Linked DNA regions of Mus musculus: region 1 is linked to region 2. Evidence: chromatin contacts called from public promoter capture Hi-C data. All regions are on one chromosome and are shown on one strand. The core of a region is the stretch at or near the end of the contact, and the rest is flanking DNA. Distances in the headings are between cores, read along the strand shown.

What was found. Promoter capture Hi-C pulls out the DNA fragments that hold promoters and counts their contacts.
Region 1: a promoter capture Hi-C map of hippocampal neurons shows a contact between it and region 2, with 2.4 times the contacts expected there. A contact is called at or near these places in 3 of 39 promoter capture datasets (hippocampal neurons and liver) and 1 of 484 Hi-C or Micro-C datasets (adipose-derived mesenchymal stem cells).

What each region holds. Positions count from the first base shown.
Region 1 is chr19:21,557,200-21,562,393 of GRCm38.p6, forward strand. No RefSeq gene overlaps it. Among named protein-coding and RNA genes, the nearest start is that of Gm38486, 36 kb to the right of the region's middle.
Region 2 is chr19:21,100,578-21,106,569 of GRCm38.p6, forward strand. 4930554I06Rik (RIKEN cDNA 4930554I06 gene) reads left to right here and starts at 4,133. Exons shown (of 2, transcript NR_126458.1): 1 at 4,133-4,175; 2 at 4,416-4,961.

The DNA.
Region 1 (5,194 bases), core at 1,337-3,836, 460 kb after region 2:
ATGGGCAAGCTCCCCTAGAACTCACACAGCCTAAACTTCTGGATAGAAGCAGTTGAGAGCAGAGAGCTTTGATTGTTTTACGATGTGAAAGCATGGGCAGGACTAAGTGCCCGGCTCAGGCAGTTCACCTGAGCTTTCTAAAGGCAAGATGAGGAGGCGGCTGCTCTTCGCTGCTCTTCGGATTAGAAGTCTAGAGTTGTGTCCTGGTAAAGCTGGAGGTTTCACTCCCGCTTTTATTCTTACCTGCTAGCTGGGTGAAGCTCAGGAAGCCAGGTGGGTAGCACCTTCCCCCTGCCTCAACCCCCAACAAACCCCCTGCTTTTCTTTTTACAGGGGGAATCGAATGGTATTCAGTTAAAGGTTGCACCGAGGACAAATCAGAGTGCTTTAAGAGGATTATAAAGAATTATGAAATCCGCACTTCTCATTGCTGCCACCGTCCCCTGTGCAACTTCTGAGGGAGTGGCCTAAATCCATGCTATTGACTTAACTGGTCATATCTGAAGCCTGGCCTGGTCGTCCGTCACATGATGGCAGCTTCTGTCTCGGGGCCATGGTCAGAAATTGACTTCAGCATTCTCTATGTCCATAGCCCGTCCCAGCATCTCTCAAGAGCTCTGTGTTAGCTTTGTGTCTGTTGCTATAATAAAATGTTCTGATGAAAAGCATTTGGGGAGGAAAGGGTTATTTGGCTTATACTTCCGTGTCATGGTCTATCACTGAGGGAAGTCAGGGCAGGGACTCGAGGCCAGAACCTGGAGGCAGGAATTGAAGCAGAGGCCATGGAGGGAACAATGCATAATGACATGTTCCTCATGGCTGGATCAGTTTGCTTTCTTACATACCCCCAGATGCCCCAGGGATGGTACCATCCAAAGTGAGCTGGGCCCTCCCACGTTAATCTTCAATCAAGAAAATGCCCCCATAGACCCGTTCGCAAGCCATTTTGATGGAGACATTTCCTTAACTGAGGCTCCCTCTTCCCAAATGACTTCAGCTTGTGTCACGTTGCCTCCCCCGACGCCCCAAGGGGGGGAAAAATCCCTCCTTTATGGTGATTGCAAGACTCTGGAGGATGGAAATGTCCACGGTTCTTCAAGTCAAACCAGACACGCAGTCACTAATCAGTTTCTCTCCCTAAACACTTCCACACTAGAAAGTGCTCTGACAAGTGAATTACACCACAAGACCCAGAGTGATGGACTCCGTGGTGTGGCTTATAGGAGAAACTAGCCAATACCCTATGAAGTGATCAGCGCACCAGGTCTGTGGGAACAGGGAACACCAACAACAAAGGCCTGAGGCAGGCAGGGAGACCACCGCTCAGTTCTTCCTTCTGCATCAGGATTTGCCCACATTCTGGGTTTGCATAGACAAACTGTGCCCTCTTGCTTGTGCACTGTGCATTGATCAAGCAGTCCTAGCTGGGCCGGAAGCGGGTGGCCACCATCAAGGAGTCTTGGCATGGGGCTTGTTTGGCGTACGGGGTTTCCGTGAGGCCCCTTCAGCGCGCTCCATCTGCAACCTGAGTGCCCGTCTGCTTTACTGATACACTCGGATGTCTCTGTGCTTCTAGGGGGTTGAAAAATATCAAAAATCTTCTCACTCTTTACTTGGGACTTAAGACATCCAGTGTCCCAAAAGCTATACTTCTCTGTAAACTTTGAAGGAAAGTAAAATGTTTTTTAAAAAATGCAGCAGTAGCCAGGCATAATGGTAGGTGCTTGTTATTCCAAAAGATAGGCGGTGGAGAATCAGAAATCAGGCCATATAGTGAGACCTCATCTCAAAACAAAACAAAACAAAACAAAGCCTCGGACAGACTTTCCTCCCACGCTTCAACTACATTCTTTAGATCATATTTCCAAAACTAAGAAAACAATGTCTTCACCCTTACTTTTAAACCCAATCACCCCTATTCTGTCATTTAAAAAAAAAATCAGTATAAACAGTTGGTGCCTCAGATCAGCAAACTCCAGAAAGCTAACTTTTATTTTTCTTGTGCTTTTTAAAAATATCTCATCATCAACTCAATGTCAGCAGGGCAAATGACAAGCCTGCCCAGCCAGTGGCTCCTCGCATGTTTCACCGACACAGTCACAGTCCATCAGATGCCTCAAGAAAAGAACTAGGAAGTCAGTGCTCATCTGCTTATAACTACCTAGCAGGTGACCATGGCCAGCCTTGTGAGCTCCTCCTCCGCACAGCACCCTCCTCCATGCGGGCCTTTCCTCCCGACAGGCCTGCCTCTCTTCCCTATTGAGAAGACTCCTCTGTACCTCATTCTCTTCACACAGAGATGAAAAGGATTGACTCACACAATTGCTTAGATACCCTCATGTTCTAACCTTTATGTCCCACATAAATGAACATAGAGTTACGACATTGACCGTATCTCTTTGTTTTCTGAAATACAAACGAGGCATTGTGCTGTCCACAATCCCCAAGGTAGGCCCAGGTCTGACAATTGATGTTCACTCAGCTCTGCACAATCCAGGAAACTGGGCAGAAAAATGCAAGCCATGAGAGAAGTGAATGCCATCGATGTAATTGACTGGTGCAGCAATACCACCCCCAAAGTCACCATGGCAACAAAAATAACCCTTACAACACTGGTGGGGTAGGTGGAATGCAGCTTCCTAAAGATGCCTGTGTTCTACTCCCAGTAACTTAAAATGTGTTCCCTTGACAAAATGGCTTTGTGCAGATAAGGACTATAAGGTCAGATTATTCAATGAAATTGCAAAAGTACTAGAAGGGGGGTCAGAGTGGGGGTTGATGGGAGGAAAGCTGAAGTCACAGGTTGGTGGATGCTTCCTTGCTGTTTTGGAGGGTGAAGGAAGGAGGTCACCAACCAAGGAAGTTCAGCAGCCTGTACAAGATGAGACAGAACACATCTTCATCGCGACAATTCCAGCAGAACGTAGCCTGGAGAACACACCATAAATTGCCTCCCTCTGGATCTATAAGATAGTGAATTAAATTTGCCTGTTTTATTAATGTGTGTGTGAGCCTCAGCTTGTATCCATGGGCCAGAGGACAGCTTTGGAGAAGTGGGTTCTCGCTTGCCTCTTGTTTCTGCCACATTCTAGTGTGGCCAACAGTTGAGCTGCCAGCTTCCAGCTGATTCTCCTCTCTTTGCCTCCTGTCTTAGTTAGGACTTCTATTGCTGTGAAGAGACATCATGACATGGCAATTCTTATAGAGAAAAACATTTAATTAGGTTGGCTTACAGTTCTGAGGTTTAGTCCATTGCCATCATGATGGGAAGCACGGTGGCACATAGCAGACATGGTGCTGTAGAAGTACCTGCGAGTGCTACATCCGGATCCTCAGACAGCAGGAAGAGAGAGTGACATTGGGCCTGACTTGAGCATTTGAAATCTCAAGGCCCACTCCCATTGACACACTGTAAAATAATATGAATTATGTAGGTTTATCCTCATCCAGCTAAAAATGAATGAGTCTCAAACTATGATTTATTTATTAGGCTCTGCACAAATACTGGAATATTGCCCCTCTTCTAATTCTCTAATGCTAGAGTATTTATTTCCCTAACTGTGCTCCCTAAATACTTGCTGTCTGAATCTTCATCGTTATTTCTGCTCCAGCTGTCTGGTATCCTGGGGAGGCATTTCATCTGGGCATATGCATCACCGCACTGTACATCATGGCTAATGGAGGCCTCCTGTTCTCTCTGTCTTTCTTCTCTTCCACATTCCCTATCTATCTATCTACCTATCTATCTATCTATCTATCTATCTATCTATCTATCTATCTATCTCTATCTGTCCATCTATCATGTATCTATCATGTATCTATCTATGTATTATCTATCTATGTATTATCTATCTATCTATCTATCTATCTATCTATCTATCTACCTACCTATTTATCTATCTATCTATCTCTATCTGTCTATCTATCATGTATCTATCATGTATCTATCTATGTATTATCTATCTATCTATCTATCTATCTATCTATCTATCTACCTATCTATCTATCTCTAGTTTTCTTTCTCCTCCTCCCTAGTGGTCTCTATCTGTAATCCCCAGCCCAGTAACTCAAACTCCACCTCTCTCTATTTCCCCCCAGTCATTGGCTGTTGCTAGTTTTATTTAACCAATAGTTTTACATTGAGGATTCAGGTTTGCACAAGAAAGGCTAGTGCAGGATGGGATTTGCTAGTCTTGGGGCAGCCTGGATCTTGTGGTACAGATTTTAGCATATAAAACCAAGCAGCACCAGACCAACCCCCAACAACACACTTCCTCCTACAAGGATACACCTACTCTAACAAGGTCACACCTTAGTCTATTGGGACAATTTTCGTTCAAACCACCATACTTCCCATATCAACATAGGGGCCTTGGGATTAAAGCAATGGCTTTTTACTTAGATTCTGATCATTGGACTCAGAATGTCAGACGGGTGTGGCAAGTGCTCCGCTCTCTGAGCCATCTCTCCAGCCATGTTTTTTTGGTATGGTCATGCATTACAACCATTAGAAATAAATGCAATTGGACATATGGGGTATGGCATAACATTTTCCTCCCACAGGGCAGACAGATCTGATGCTTAAGTGACACGGGATCTGATGCATAGCATAGCGGCTCAGGGCCATATCTTCCACCTTCCCCTGTATCTTCTTAGTCACAATGTCCCTCCAACACGCAGATGACCTGCAGAGATACAGTTACATCTTTTCAGCGGACACCTCCCACTCAAGTCTTCATCCATTCAGGAATTCCTCAGCTAAGAAGCTGATGTTTTTCAAGTCCTTCACACTTAAAGACAAAGCAATACCCAGTTAGCCTGAATGTTACCTGTGAACACCAGCCTCGTTGGTTAATAGTGCAAGAGTCTCCCTGAGCCTCTGAGCACCAGGTTGGTCTAACAGAGCCCTGGGCTACTGAAATAGACATCTCAGTGGCTAAAGCTAAAGCTTTTTCTTACTTTAAAAGGAAAGTCGTGGGGCTGGGGCTTAGACCCAGGAAGCTGCTTGCCTCCAGAGCAGGAGGAGTTGAGTTCAGATTCCCAACACCCACATGAGCAGCTGGTGGCAGTGGCAAATGCCTGTGGCCCTAGAACTGGGGAGGTAGAGACAGGGAGATCCCCGAGGCTAGGTGAACCTGTGAGCTCCTGGCTCAGTGAGAGACCCTCCCTCAAAAACTAAGGTAGAGAATTATTA
Region 2 (5,992 bases), core at 2,883-5,382:
TGTTTCTTTACATGTTATAAACATGTCTACAGCATGTTTTAGCTTTAGAGTAGAAAATTTTGATAAATTAAGGACTCAGTTAACAAACTTAACAACGTACTAGACACTGCAGTCAAATGAATCTGCACAACTGGAAAGTGGGCCACAAGTAATATTCTACATGGAGATATAAAGACAGCAAAATGAAAAACACAAAAGAAAACATAACAGACTTAGAAAATACATTGAAAATTTCTTGCATAATTTTCATCAGAATGAGGAGAAAACTAGATAATGGGGTATGTCAATAATGATCAGATATAGCTGGGCGTTATTTTGAGATTTAGAAAATATTACATTTTATCTCCAGTTTATCTTTCACAATGTAACAATAATAATAAAAAAATGTTCCTTTCAGGTCAAAGAAGAAGTATCAGATGTAGGCAACCACAGCTCCACCTGCCACTCTATGGGACTTTTAGGAATCCATCTACAGAGGCTCAACAGTCACAGCTGTACTTCTTAGATCGAGATGACTAAATGCACCTCGCAACCCATAAAGAATTCTGCTGCTCCCACAGGCTTTGAGGGGGTTCCACCGACTACAGTCTGCACAACTGTCCAGGGGCACCATTCCTGCATTCTTCATTACCATTTCAGGGTGGTTCTGTAGAAATTAGGGATTCTGCCTCATTCAGAGAACATGATTTCTCTGGCTCTTCCTTGCCTTTACTGCCCAGGAGTGAGGGCGAGGGGAGGTGCTTTTTATCTTCTACACTCAGGACCCACGCAGAGCCCCTATCAAGGATCCAAGTCTTCTATTCTTTTCCTGATTCTCTCCTTCCTTATAGAAAGTTTTATCCAGTTGCTCTCGGGAGGCATTTGTTCCTATGCTTTATTCTAAATTCCCTCTCTTATATGTAAGCCCATGAATCTAGTTCTCAGAGGTGAATGTTTTATTCTTTTACTTCAGTCCTGCTGTGTTGCTTATCTCTATAGACAATGAATGTCACTGAATGAACAGGGTAACACCAAAACATAAGAAACTTCACCAAGGAAGAAACCTGAATTGGCTTCTTAGGGTGGTATTTTACAATATATGAATTCTTAAGTCTTAACCAGTACACATGTGCAGATGCATATGTATGGATACTTACATATAAATACACACAGAAAGACAGTATTTTCTGTGCACAGGGTGTTTATTATAGTTTGTTTCTTAATTGTTTGCTTTATTTCTTTTGAGATAGACTCTTGAAATATAGTTCATGCTAGCTTTGAACTCATAATCCTCCTGCCTCTGCCTCTGCCTCTCTGCCTCTCTGCCTCTCTGCCTCTCTGCCTCTCTGCCTCTCTGCCTCTCTGCCTCTCTGCCTCTCTGCCTCTCTGCCTCTCTGCCTCTCTGCCTCTCTGCCTCTCTGCCTCTCTGCCTCTCTGCCTCTCTGCCTCTCTGCCTCTCTGCCTCTCTGCCTCTCTGCCTCTCTGCCTCTCTGCCTCTCTGCCTCTCTGCCTCTCTGCCTCTCTGCCTCTGCCTCTGCCTCTGCCTCTGCCTCTGCCAAGTGCCAGGAGTACAAACATGTACCATCATGTCCAGGTTATATGTATATATATATATATATATATATATATATATATATCACAACAGAATTATATATGTATATATATATGTATATATATATATATATATATATATATATATATATATATATATATCACAACAGAATTTATTATTAAAAAGTAGTGTTCCATATTTAAGTGGTAGCCTTCCATTACTGGAGGGGGTGGGGTGACATAAAAGAAGCAAGGTTTAGTTTAGGCTCATGGGTTTGTAGATTTTGGTGTGCTTTGAGCCCTGTGACAAGGCACTACTATATTATGGCGGGGAGTGTATGGTAAAACAAACTATCTCATGGCTAGGATGGGAGAGAGGAAGAATAAGGAGAAAGTGTACTGTACCTTTAAGGACACATTCCCAATGATCTGAAGACCTCCCATAAGGCCCCACCCTTTAACATGTCTACATCCTCTCAGTGGGACAGTAGACAGAGGCTCAAGCCTTTAATAACATTGATTGCTAGAGAGTGTTAGAGAATGTTCTAAGACCTGAATTTATTGTTATTATTTGGGGCCTTGGTCTTTGCCGTATAGCTCAGACTGACCTCCACGTTGCAGTCTTTCTGTCTGAGCCTCCTTAACGTTGGGATTACAGGTGGGCCACCAGATGTGGTGCTAGAACTTGATTTTTAACATATTCTAAACAGGGCTATCACACTGTAATGTTGCCCCTTTCCTGGCTTCATGTCCCTTAGTAGTTCTTTACTAGTTCACAAAACTGTGAGGGGTAATTGTTGCACATAAGCTGTCCTCTTCTGTAAGAAATACAATCCCAGCACTTAGAGGAAGGTCATGAGTTTTAAGTTTAGCCTGAATGTGAAACAATGAAGCTTAGTGGATAAACCTAGGTATTATACATCATTTTCCCTGTTGCTGTGAGTAAATGCCTTGGTTAGGACAAAGGCAACTTAAAAATGGGCTTTAATGGGTTTTATTTTTTATTTTGACATACAGTTCGAAGGGATACAGTCAGCCATATTAGTGAAGCTACGGCAGCAGAAACCTAAATCAGTTGATCATATTTTCTAGCTTAAAAGTATGTAGGGATTAGAAGGCAGACTAAAAACTGCTACTAAAAAACAAAACCCAAACAAACAAACAAGCCTTTAAAACTCCCAAACTCCACCATGTCTGAAGGGACTGTAGCCAGCCTGAGCATGGTACACGTGACTCTGCCTGGTCTTGTCCTTTCCCCCATTCTCTCTGCCTTACTAAAGGCCATTAGATTACATCCCTAAAAGCTGGCTTCCAAGGTCTATTCTCTTATTTGGCTACTTCTTCCTCTTGAGGCTGACCACCAAGCTCTATCAAAGTATTGAAGTCCAGCAATCAAAAGCCCCTTAGCCTGTACAGTTAAAATTAAACACCTCATTCTAACACAGCGTTTCCCCCTTTACATTTATAAACTGCCCTTTGCTTGTGTGTCTGTCTCCTCTCTAGCCAGAGGTAGTCCTCTGACCCAATCCAGGACATACCCCTGCCTCCTCTCCCTTGTTCCCTTCTCCTGTTTCCTTGACCTTTATCTCCTGTCTTTGTCTCTTATTCTCTGCCTTTGTCCCTCTGGGGCAAATAAATCTCCACTGTGCAGAGAACGTGGTCTTGGGGCTTCCTGAGCCTAGACTATTCCCTTACAAGGTCAAGTCCCACACCTAGTGATGTAATTCCTTTGGTGAAGCTCCCTCTCTTAAGGACTCCATAACCTTCTTACAAAACAGTGTTACCAACTGCTGGCAATAGGCATTTCACATTCAAACTGCAACAACCCCCAGCTACCTCAGATACCCAGGAATGTGGGTAGATGGATGTCAGTGGTTGAGGTCCTCATATGTAGAACCATCAGAAGGATAAGTTATATGTCTTATAAAAGACCATACACTAGATAGCTTTGGGGGGGGGGGAACAATTCTTGTTTCTCACAGTTCTGGAAGATAGGATGTTCACTTAGCAGACTGATTTCTAAAGAAGCCTGCTTTGTCATAGATGGCTCCTCCTCTGTGTCCTCTCATGGTGCAAGAGGTCACTAGTTCTCCAGGGCCTTGATTATAAGGACATTAATTCCATGAATGTGGACTCCACACTCCTATCCTAGCTTCCTTCCATAGACTTTATCTGTTAACACCACCTCTGTGGGACTAGGATTCCAATATATAATCTGAGGCAGCTACAAACTTTTAGTCTTTGAAAGAGCTGCCCAGAATTCCGATAGAGCAAGAAGTGGAAGAAAACGGGAGTACTGTCGGATTGTATCAACGGATGGTTCCTTCATGACTCAGAAAACAAGTGAGGGGACCATCTGCGGGTATTTGAGGTCACAAGGTTCTATTGGAGGCCACAGTACCACCCCGCCCCATCACGTGATAATAGAACCTGAGTACAGTAGATAGAACAGGAAAATACCAAGGGCACGCCCCTTCTGTGATGCAAACCACACTGGTCCTTGTAGTCTGATAGCAGGAGCAAGAGGAACAATAACATACTCTCCTATGACAAGTCAAGGAGGGAACAAACAGTAAAGCCAGCAGGCATCAAGGGAGCAGGCAGTCTCCTCAATGCCCAGAGTGGCACTAGTAACCACCCCAGGAGTGAGTCACTGGCATGGGGGAGGGCTGAGGAAAGGCTGCAGCTCTCGCGCACGCTGGGCTGGTAAACAACCCCAAAGGATCAGAGCCAAACCAGGAAATGCCAGAATATCAACCTGTGGTTTCGGGGTGGATGCCTGGGCCCCACCACAGGGCTGCTACAGGGGTAGTGTCTGGAGATAGAATCCAGAAGGTTCCATTTTAAGCAAGGTTTGAGAAGATCTTTGTTTTTTAAATCAGTAGAACCCAAGGACAAGCAACGGAGCACCTTGGGCTGGACTCTTAAGTTGGGAGACTTTGGAGCCACAGTCTAGCCTCGCTCTCAAGAGGAAGACCAGCTAGGGGTCAAGGGAAGACCCCCAGGGGTAAATCTGCTCATCCAGTGCTTAAGAAAACCCACTTCAAATGTGATATTAGGCCCATCGCCAAGGCCTGACTCAGCTTCTCTCCATGGCCTGTGCTGGGTGTTTGCTTAGGGTTACACTGTGGGCAGGACACAACCAGGAAGAGAAGAGAAGACCTCTTCACCCGCAATGTCCATGGGTACCTGTGTCTGCCCACCCGGAGGCCTTGCTGGCTTAACTAGAAGCATGCTGGCTATTTGAAAGTTTTGTTATTGTTATTCTCTTTGGTCTTGTTTTTATCGTGATTTGGTTTGGTTTTCCACGGGAGTTTGTTTCTGGGTTTAGACGCCTGATTTACTTTCTTCTAAAGCACCCAGGAGGGATGGGGAAATGCTTTGGGTCAGAATACAACATTTAAAAGTAAACGAATGAACTGAGAAGTTAATCTTACTGACTTAAATTTTTATTTCTTCTCTTGTAGATTAAGTTTTGCAAAACAGAGCTTGCTCAATTAAGTAGGATCTTAAAAATCTGAACATGTAGAGGTAGTTTAATTGTATCCATTGAGGGTTTTTTTTTTGTTTTTTGTTTTGGGGTTTTTTTGTTTTTTTGTTTTTTTTTTGCCCCACCCCTTCTCTGTTTGACATAGAGAATCACTGGAATGTATTAAAGACATCAGAACAAAGCCACTGTCTAAGACAAGTTGCATAGGAAATGAAACAATAAAGGTTGAGCAGGGCAGTGTGTTAAATTGAGTCCTAAAATGAGAACCCCAGTCAGGAGAATTGACTAGATCTTCACAAGGTCCTCTCTTCTTCTTCTTCCGGTGTTCAATGTTACCATTTTGTAGATCCTGCTCCCCCACTCTCTCTCCCCTCCCTTCTCTGTCTCTCTTTTTCTGTCTGTCTGTCTCTGTCTGTCCCCACTCCCACACACCCCCTTTGCCTTCCTCCTTCCAAATTGAGTACATAGGTTTTCAAGTTTCAGGAATAAATCAAGCCAATAGATGCTCAGCTTTGGTTGAGGACATGTGAGGAGGAATGGGGGTTTTGTTTGATCAGTTTGGGGTTGTTTTCTTTTGTTTTGTTTTAAGATAGAAACACAACTCATACTATGTTTTTCCTTCTTTTGGTGATGATCCACCCACTGGGTCTTGCCATCAGTGACAAGCTCCGATTGTAGTCGGCAGATGGCCTTTGATTGGCTGGATACCATCAGTGTTCCTTCTGGGTGAGCTATTGAGTAACAAAGTTTCAGAATGCATTTGGTTATTCACACTGTAATTAAAGGAAGGTCCTTGCTTTGCCCGCAGCTTTCCCAACACAAACAGAAGAGGCGTGAGTCAGCGCAGGCAGCTGCCCCGAGGTAGTACAGTGTTTGTTTCTTTTTTTTTTTTCTTTTTTTTTTTTTCTTTTTGCCAATAAAATATGCCTGGGAGGACAAAGAGCAGCAGGAAGCAGTGACACAGAGTGAGCT